Linked DNA regions of Sus scrofa: region 1 is linked to region 2. The links are chromatin contacts, called in public Hi-C maps. All regions are on one chromosome and are shown on one strand. Each heading gives the region's core, a stretch centred on a gene start, on an enhancer-like site or on the middle of the called end of the contact. The rest is flanking DNA. Distances are from core to core; before and after follow the strand shown.

Evidence for each region. Hi-C and Micro-C count contacts between places; a contact is called where the count stands out from the background.
Region 1: a Hi-C map of epiblast stem cells shows a contact between it and region 2, with 2.3 times the contacts expected there. The contact joins the promoter of PADI6 here to the promoter of PADI2 in region 2. A contact is called at or near these places in 13 of 47 Hi-C or Micro-C datasets (adipose tissue, blood, brain and 8 more).

Annotation. Positions count from the first base shown.
Region 1 is chr6:75,968,569-75,971,936 of Sscrofa11.1, forward strand. PADI6 (protein-arginine deiminase type-6) reads left to right here and starts at 1,287. Exons shown (of 16, transcript XM_013999025.2): 1 at 1,287-1,481; 2 at 2,226-2,409. The coding sequence starts at 1,390.
Region 2 is chr6:75,754,374-75,757,524 of Sscrofa11.1, forward strand. It overlaps PADI2 (protein-arginine deiminase type-2), which reads right to left and starts at 1,604. Exons shown (of 16, transcript XM_003356166.4): 1 at 1,339-1,604. The coding sequence starts at 1,430.

The DNA of each region.
Region 1 (3,368 bases), core at 37-2,536, 210 kb after region 2:
TTTAGGGCCAGGATAATTCAGGATAATCTCCCAGCTCAAACACTCTTAGTCACATGTGCCAACTTAGTCACAACCACGAAGACTCTGCCCGCAGGTTCCAGGGATTAGGACCTGATATCTTTCGGGGGCTATTAAGCTAACCTCCTACAGGTTAGGAACCACCATTTGCCAGCCGGGCAGGTAGAAGGGGAAGAAGCCAAGCATCCCCTTTCCAAGCACCTGCATTCCACCCAGTCAGGAAAGAGGCAAGACTTAACGCTTACTTTAATGAGATGTAATTGACACATACGTTGTGTACGTTTAAGCTGTACGAACGTGTACAACTGATACATTTCTAGGCTGCAATATGATTACCACGGTCCTGCATCACCTAATGATCATCTTTCCCCCTGAAAACATGGTTTTAAACATTCATATTATCTTCTTTGTTTCCACGTGTCCGAGTTCTCGATCAGACTTGAAACCGTTTTAAAACAAGTCCTTGGCAACCTCCAAATTCTCCTTGGTGACCTTCATATCCCTCTGGCCATAGTCTTGGGACCAGAAGGACATATAAAAAGTCACCCTTATCATTCCCTTTTTGTGGGGGCAGATTTACCTTAATAAAAGCAAGTTGGGGGGGTTCTTTTGTGCAACTTTCGAACTTGTGCATGGAGATTATTTGGTGGCTTTTATGGCTTGTTTCCCGGAAACTGATTCTAAGATGGAAATTTGGATGGGGGGTGGGGGTAGGGGTGGGATGGTGGGAGGTGCTCTTAGGAACCACACCTGGGAGGGAGTTGAGGGGAGAGGCAGGCAGTGGGAGGTGATGAACTGGGATGCGGTGATCACAAAATTTGGGGGTAATGCCTTGGGATGCTCTGGGGCTGGGTTGGGCCCTCTGCATTGTCCTGATTTAAGACAAGCAGACTGCCATTTGTCGCCCCATATTGGACGTATCTGCTGTCGCCTTGGGAATCAGCGGTGGATGATTCCAGGAGAGGAGCTCGCTGTCAGAAGCTAGAAGCCAACACGCTCAGCAGCTGGGGAATAAGGGCCTCCATCCTGAAGGGGGGTCAGGTGGTCCCCCACAGTGTCCACAAGGGACCCTCTCACTCCCAGAGGGCCAGAGACCTAGGCAGCCAGCCTCAGCCTCCTTGAGTCCGTAGGCACGAGCTGCTTAATAAATTAGTGGTGCACGAGCTCTGACCCAGCTGTTCCTCCTCCTTCTCCCGAAAATCAGTTACGCCTGGGCTGCTGCTGAAGCCTCCTTAATGAGGGGGCGGGCTGGAGAGGCCCTGAGCCCATAAGAGGGGAGGGCGAGGGGGCGTCCTGGGGTTATCTGAGGCTGCTGTGCCAAGCAAGGCTTGGTGCGCAGGCCTGGGGGCGGTCCGTCCAGAGGGCCTGGCCATGTCGTTTCAGAGCATCATCCATCTGTCCCTGGACAGCCCTGTCCATTCCACTTGCATGTTGGGAATGGAAATCTGCTTAGATCTCAGTGGGTGAGGAGATGCGGCCGGGGCTAGGGGGATGTTGGTGGCCTGGCTTCCTGCCGGGGGCTGTCCCTAGGTGAAGCAGGCATTGGGGGTTACCTCCCTTCTCTGCCCCTTCTTCCCAGCTCATCACGGGGAGCCTAATTTGGGTGTTTAGGGGCCTCACAGTCCTGATGCTGCTGCCAGATTTGGACCTAAATCCTGCTTCTGCCCTTTGGGGGGCTATGGGGCCTTAGAAGCGAGGGCCTCGCTCCCTCTGGGTCCCCTCACCTGTAAAACAGGGCGAGGTCAAGGCCAGCTCTCGAGGCAGCCGTGAGGATTAAGTTGGAGCCTCCGTGGGGAGGTGACTCGCTCGCAAGGCCAGCTTCCCTCCCAGGTCACAGCACAGACCTCCCAAACCCCAGCCATGTTTTCCTCTACTGGGGTCCCTTGCGGCTCAGACAAATGGCTCTCCCCTCCTCGGGAGTTGGCCTTTATAAATAAGCTGTATCTTGGTAACTTCTAGAACATCAGTGAGATGATGGGGTCTGAGCTGGAGCTTGTCGGAGGGAAGACCCGGGGGTCCTTGGAGGGGGGCGTGGTAAGAGGAAAGATGAAGTTGTGTTAGGACCCAAAAACTTGCCCTGACCCTAAGTTAGGGTGCCTCCGCGCCTGCGAGGATGGTGGGTAGGGACCGTCCCCCACCGTGCCTGCTGCACTAGGCTGAGTGGTAAGGCTCTTGTGCCCTAAATTCTGTCTTGTTGGGCAAACCAGGTGTGCCCCACAGAAGTGCGAGTCCTTCACCATCGCTAGCTCTCCGGGGGTCCTGGTTGATATCTACAACGTTGCGTCTGGGAAGGTCACGCAGGAGGCTGCCCTGACCCAGTGGCCCCTGTCACATCCCATGGATGTGCTGGTGAAGATGACATCCCCGAGCTCCGATGTCAACGGGGACAAGGTGAGTCTTGGGGGACGTTGAGGAGAAGGAGCTAATACAGTCCCTGGAGTATTAGTCTCCCTCCTGACAGGTGGCGTTTCCTGGGCCCTGAGTCCGTGAAAACGTCCCTGCCAAATGTTTGGCACGTCTGACCTTACTCTGTGCTTGCAATAAACCTGGGAAGTGGGCCCATTTTACAGACCAAGAAACTAAGGCACTGAAGAAGGGACATGCCCTACCCAGGCCAGTCATCCGCGGCACAGGGATTCGAGCTCAAGGATGTCTGTCTCGTTTGTGTGTGTTGTGACCATGACACCAGCTTCCGCATTGCCTGCTTTGGAAGCCTAACTTAAAAGGTCTCCACGGCTGAACTCCTATGGGCTCTTTGGCTGAGGCTGGTCTCCCAGGTGTGGGGCTTTTAATGGAGCTGCCACATGTTTGACACCGAGGATCGGGTATCGGGTATCGCGAGAGTCAGGTTTCAAGAGGCTGGTTCTACCTCCCTTTACACGGGAGGACACACAGACCTCTACACCTCATAGCATAACTAGTGTGACGCAGATTGGGGCTCTGAGCCCAAGTCTGTGCCCGTCCTTCTGGGCAAGCTGTCACCCTAAGGGGGCACCTGTGGCAGGGAGGCGAGCTTCGACCTTGTAGAACAGGCTCATCCAGTCAGAGTCGGGCAGGGGTGGTTCTGAGGTGTTAGAACCCATCAACACCCAGGCCACCCTGCCCGACACCAATCAAATCAATCTCTGGGGGTGGGACTTGGGCTGCTGAAGTTCCTGGCTCCCCAGGTGACTCCAATGTGAAGCCAAGGGTGAGAACAGCTGAGGCAGGATGGTCAGGACCAGGGGACCCGAGTTGGCAGAATCTTCTGAAGGGGGGTAGTCAGCAGAGGCTGGTAGTTAGCAGAAGGCTAAGCTGAGATGACGGAGGGGCAGACACAGCCCACTCTACACCCTGTGCCCAGGGCAGGC
Region 2 (3,151 bases), core at 354-2,853:
AGCGCCTGCTGAGGAGGTGGCAGAAGACTGGCCCCACAGAGCTGCCAGGGCCACTGGAGGTGACAGAGAGCATGGGCTGGGGAGGGTGTGTGGAAAGACCCAGGGATGGGGTTTGGTGGGGGCCTGGGAGAGGCAGGGTGCTCCGGATGACAGAATGATGTGGGAGCAATAGGCCACTTCGGCACCTCCAGCTTAGCCCAAGGCACAGAGAGGCTAAGGGACATGCCCCAGGGTATCAGCATGGGGTCCCAGCCCTGAGCCCAGCATGCTCCCTCCTCTCACCACTGACCCCTCCCACGCTAGCAATGGGGAACATTTCAAATGCTTGGAATAGAGGTTCTGCAGGATCCCGTCCAAGACCCTCGGCCCTGCATTCACACCAGCCGCACTTTGCAAGGCCTGCCCCAAGCATCGCAGGGAGATGGCTCCTTGGACTTGGCTGCTTCCCGGGGGCGGGGCTGGGGGCTGGAGGTAGGCCCTGACTTCAATTCCCTCACCCCATGTCCTACTGTCTCAGAAATCCTGCACCCCACCAAAGTTCATGGACAGGAGCAAAGGGCCGGTGGCAACAGGGTCCTGAATCAGGAGCTCTCCTCTGACAAAGATCCCAACTGCACCACCTCGGTTTGCGGGAACAAAGTCCCTCCCTGACCCCAGGGTGAAGTCAAGGGAAGGCATTTGGGGACATGGAGCTTATGGCCAGTGCCTGGGGACAGGCAATCACCAGCAGCCCCCACAGGGTGAAACTGGAGCTTAGGCAACCCCTAGAGCCAGATTCCACCACTGGGCAGCTCCCCTCTGGCCCAGTCTCAGCCTCCAGCAAATCCTGCAGGAGGCTCAGCTGATCTGGGAGTGGGGCAAGGCGCTGAGTTGAGGTGGGTGGTGAGTCAGTAGGGTCTGAGGAGAAGGGAGGGGGCATAAGGGACGTGTGGGGTGGGGGGAGCGGGGAGGGAAAGAGGGGAGGATGACTAGGAAGTTGGAAGGTGCTGAGGTTGTCCTGGGAGAGGGACTGGGGAGGGTCCAGTGGGGGGAAGCCCGAGGTGAGGGGCGGGGTCTGGGAAAGGAGTAGCAAAGGGGGTTGGGGCCGTGTCAGGGCATCTGGGAAGGTCTCTAGATTTCTCGCGGAGGTTGACACAAGGTTTGGGGGTTCCCAAGTTTCTGCGGGAGGTTCTTAAGATTTCTGGGCGCGGGGGCCTCGGGGGCGAGGGATGACTCGGGCTGGAGGAAGGCTGCCCGCGTCTCCAAGTCCGGGGAGGGTCTCGGGATTTCTGGGGCTTAGATTTTGGGCCGAGCCCGGAGTTGGAGGGGGTCTCGGGCCAGCGCGGTGGCCCAGCTCACCTGTAGACATCGGTCCAGAGGTGCGTGCCCAGCACGTACACCGCCTCAACGCGGCTCCCGTACTGCAGCCGCACGGTCCGCTCGCGCAGCATCTTCCTGGCAGAGCACAGCCCTGGGTGGGTCCTCGTTCGTCCCCGTCCGCCCGGAGCACCTGCGGCAGGTGAACCCTCACCAGCTGTCCGCAGTCGCCCGGCGCCGGGCTCCGCCTTTATCCTGCCGCCGGTGGGCGGGGCGGCCCGTCGGCTGGCGGGGCGGCCCGTCGGCCTCCCTTGCAATGGGCCGTGGGCCTGTCCGTCAAGCGTGACCACGCCCCCAACTCTTTCCGCTCCCTCGTGGTCTGGGTGAAGTCAGCAGTTGCAAGGTCCCTCTTTTTCATGGTTGATTTACTCATTCTTTCATTCCACACACTTTCCGTGGGCCCCCAACTGCCCGGTGCCAGGACGCAGGGCCAGTCTCCCTTCCGGGCGACCCCAGCCCTACCGGGCAGGTAATGCAAATGTGGAGCTGGCTTCGGGGCGGGGACAGGAAGGAGGTGGAGGGAGCCCAGACCAGAGGGTGCCCTAAATCAGCCCAGGCTCCGGGACCTGAGCCTTCTTAAAGAAGGCGTTTGCAAAGTAAGTGGAAGGGAGGAGAGGAAGCTGACCAAACCAGGAAGCCAGATACCGCCTGACACCCACTCAACTCAACAATCAGATCAGAATTAGAGGGAAAATGGGGAGGGGGCGGGGGCGGGGAACTCTGCAGCCTGCGGCGCCAGAATGCAAGCCAGGGCTTCGGTAGGTGGGCGATGAGAGCCTTGGCACGGCTTCCTCAGCGAGGAGTGGTCAGGGCTGGAAGTGAAGGAGGCCATTCTGGCTGCCTGGGTGGAGGCGCCCCTGGGGAGGGTGGGTGAAGCCTCCTGCTGGGGCTGCAGAGAGCCCTGGAGAGAAGGAATTGATCTACCTGTGTTCGTGGACTGAAATATTGATGTTCCAGTGGAAGGACCGTGAGGGGGTACCATTCTGGCCTGGGCCACTGGGCAGAGGCGGGGGCCACTGCAGAGGTCGCCCTGTGTCCTGTGGAGGCCAAGGGGGGGCAGAAGAACATGCAATGGGGGCCTGAAGCCGCCCCCGCCCCCTCCCAGACCCTTCCAGCTCTGAAGCCAAGCGGGGGCCTGTTCAGATAATTCATATATGATGGAGTGGTCCTTGGTACAAGGGGCAAGAGAGGCATGAGAGCGCAGAGGTTATGAGAAGGGCGTGGCAGGCCGGAGTGTTGGGGCGGGGGGATGGGCGCCCTGGTGCATCTGAATAAGAGGGTCGAGTCTCACAATTGCCTGGCGCTGAGGCGCACCCAGGCTCTGACCCCAGTGGCCTCCTCGAGGCGGCCCAAATTAGGAGATGGACAAGAGCCCAGCTGCTCCCGGGGAGCTGGGACCCAGAGGAATGTGGGTGGGGAAAGGGGAAGACCCAGGGAGACGCTGGTAACGTTTGATGGACGCCGGGACGGCTGAGTGCACCATCCAATCAGGATGCTGGGCGGCCACCTGCCAAAGAAGCAAAAAACCTGTGCTGCTCAGAGCTGATTTCCAGGCCCCTGAAGTGGGTTCTTGTCTGGGCATACCTCGACTGGAATTACATTTCTTTTACAATTTATCTTACTGAGGTATAGTTGATTTACCATGTTGTGTTAATTTCAGCTGTATGGCAAAGTGATTCAGTTAGACATAAATACACATTTTTTTTCATATTTAAAACAAAATTTTGGGAGTTTCTGTTGTGGGTCAGTGGGTTAAGAATCGGAGGCGGGGCCTTGATCAGTGAGTTAAGGATCC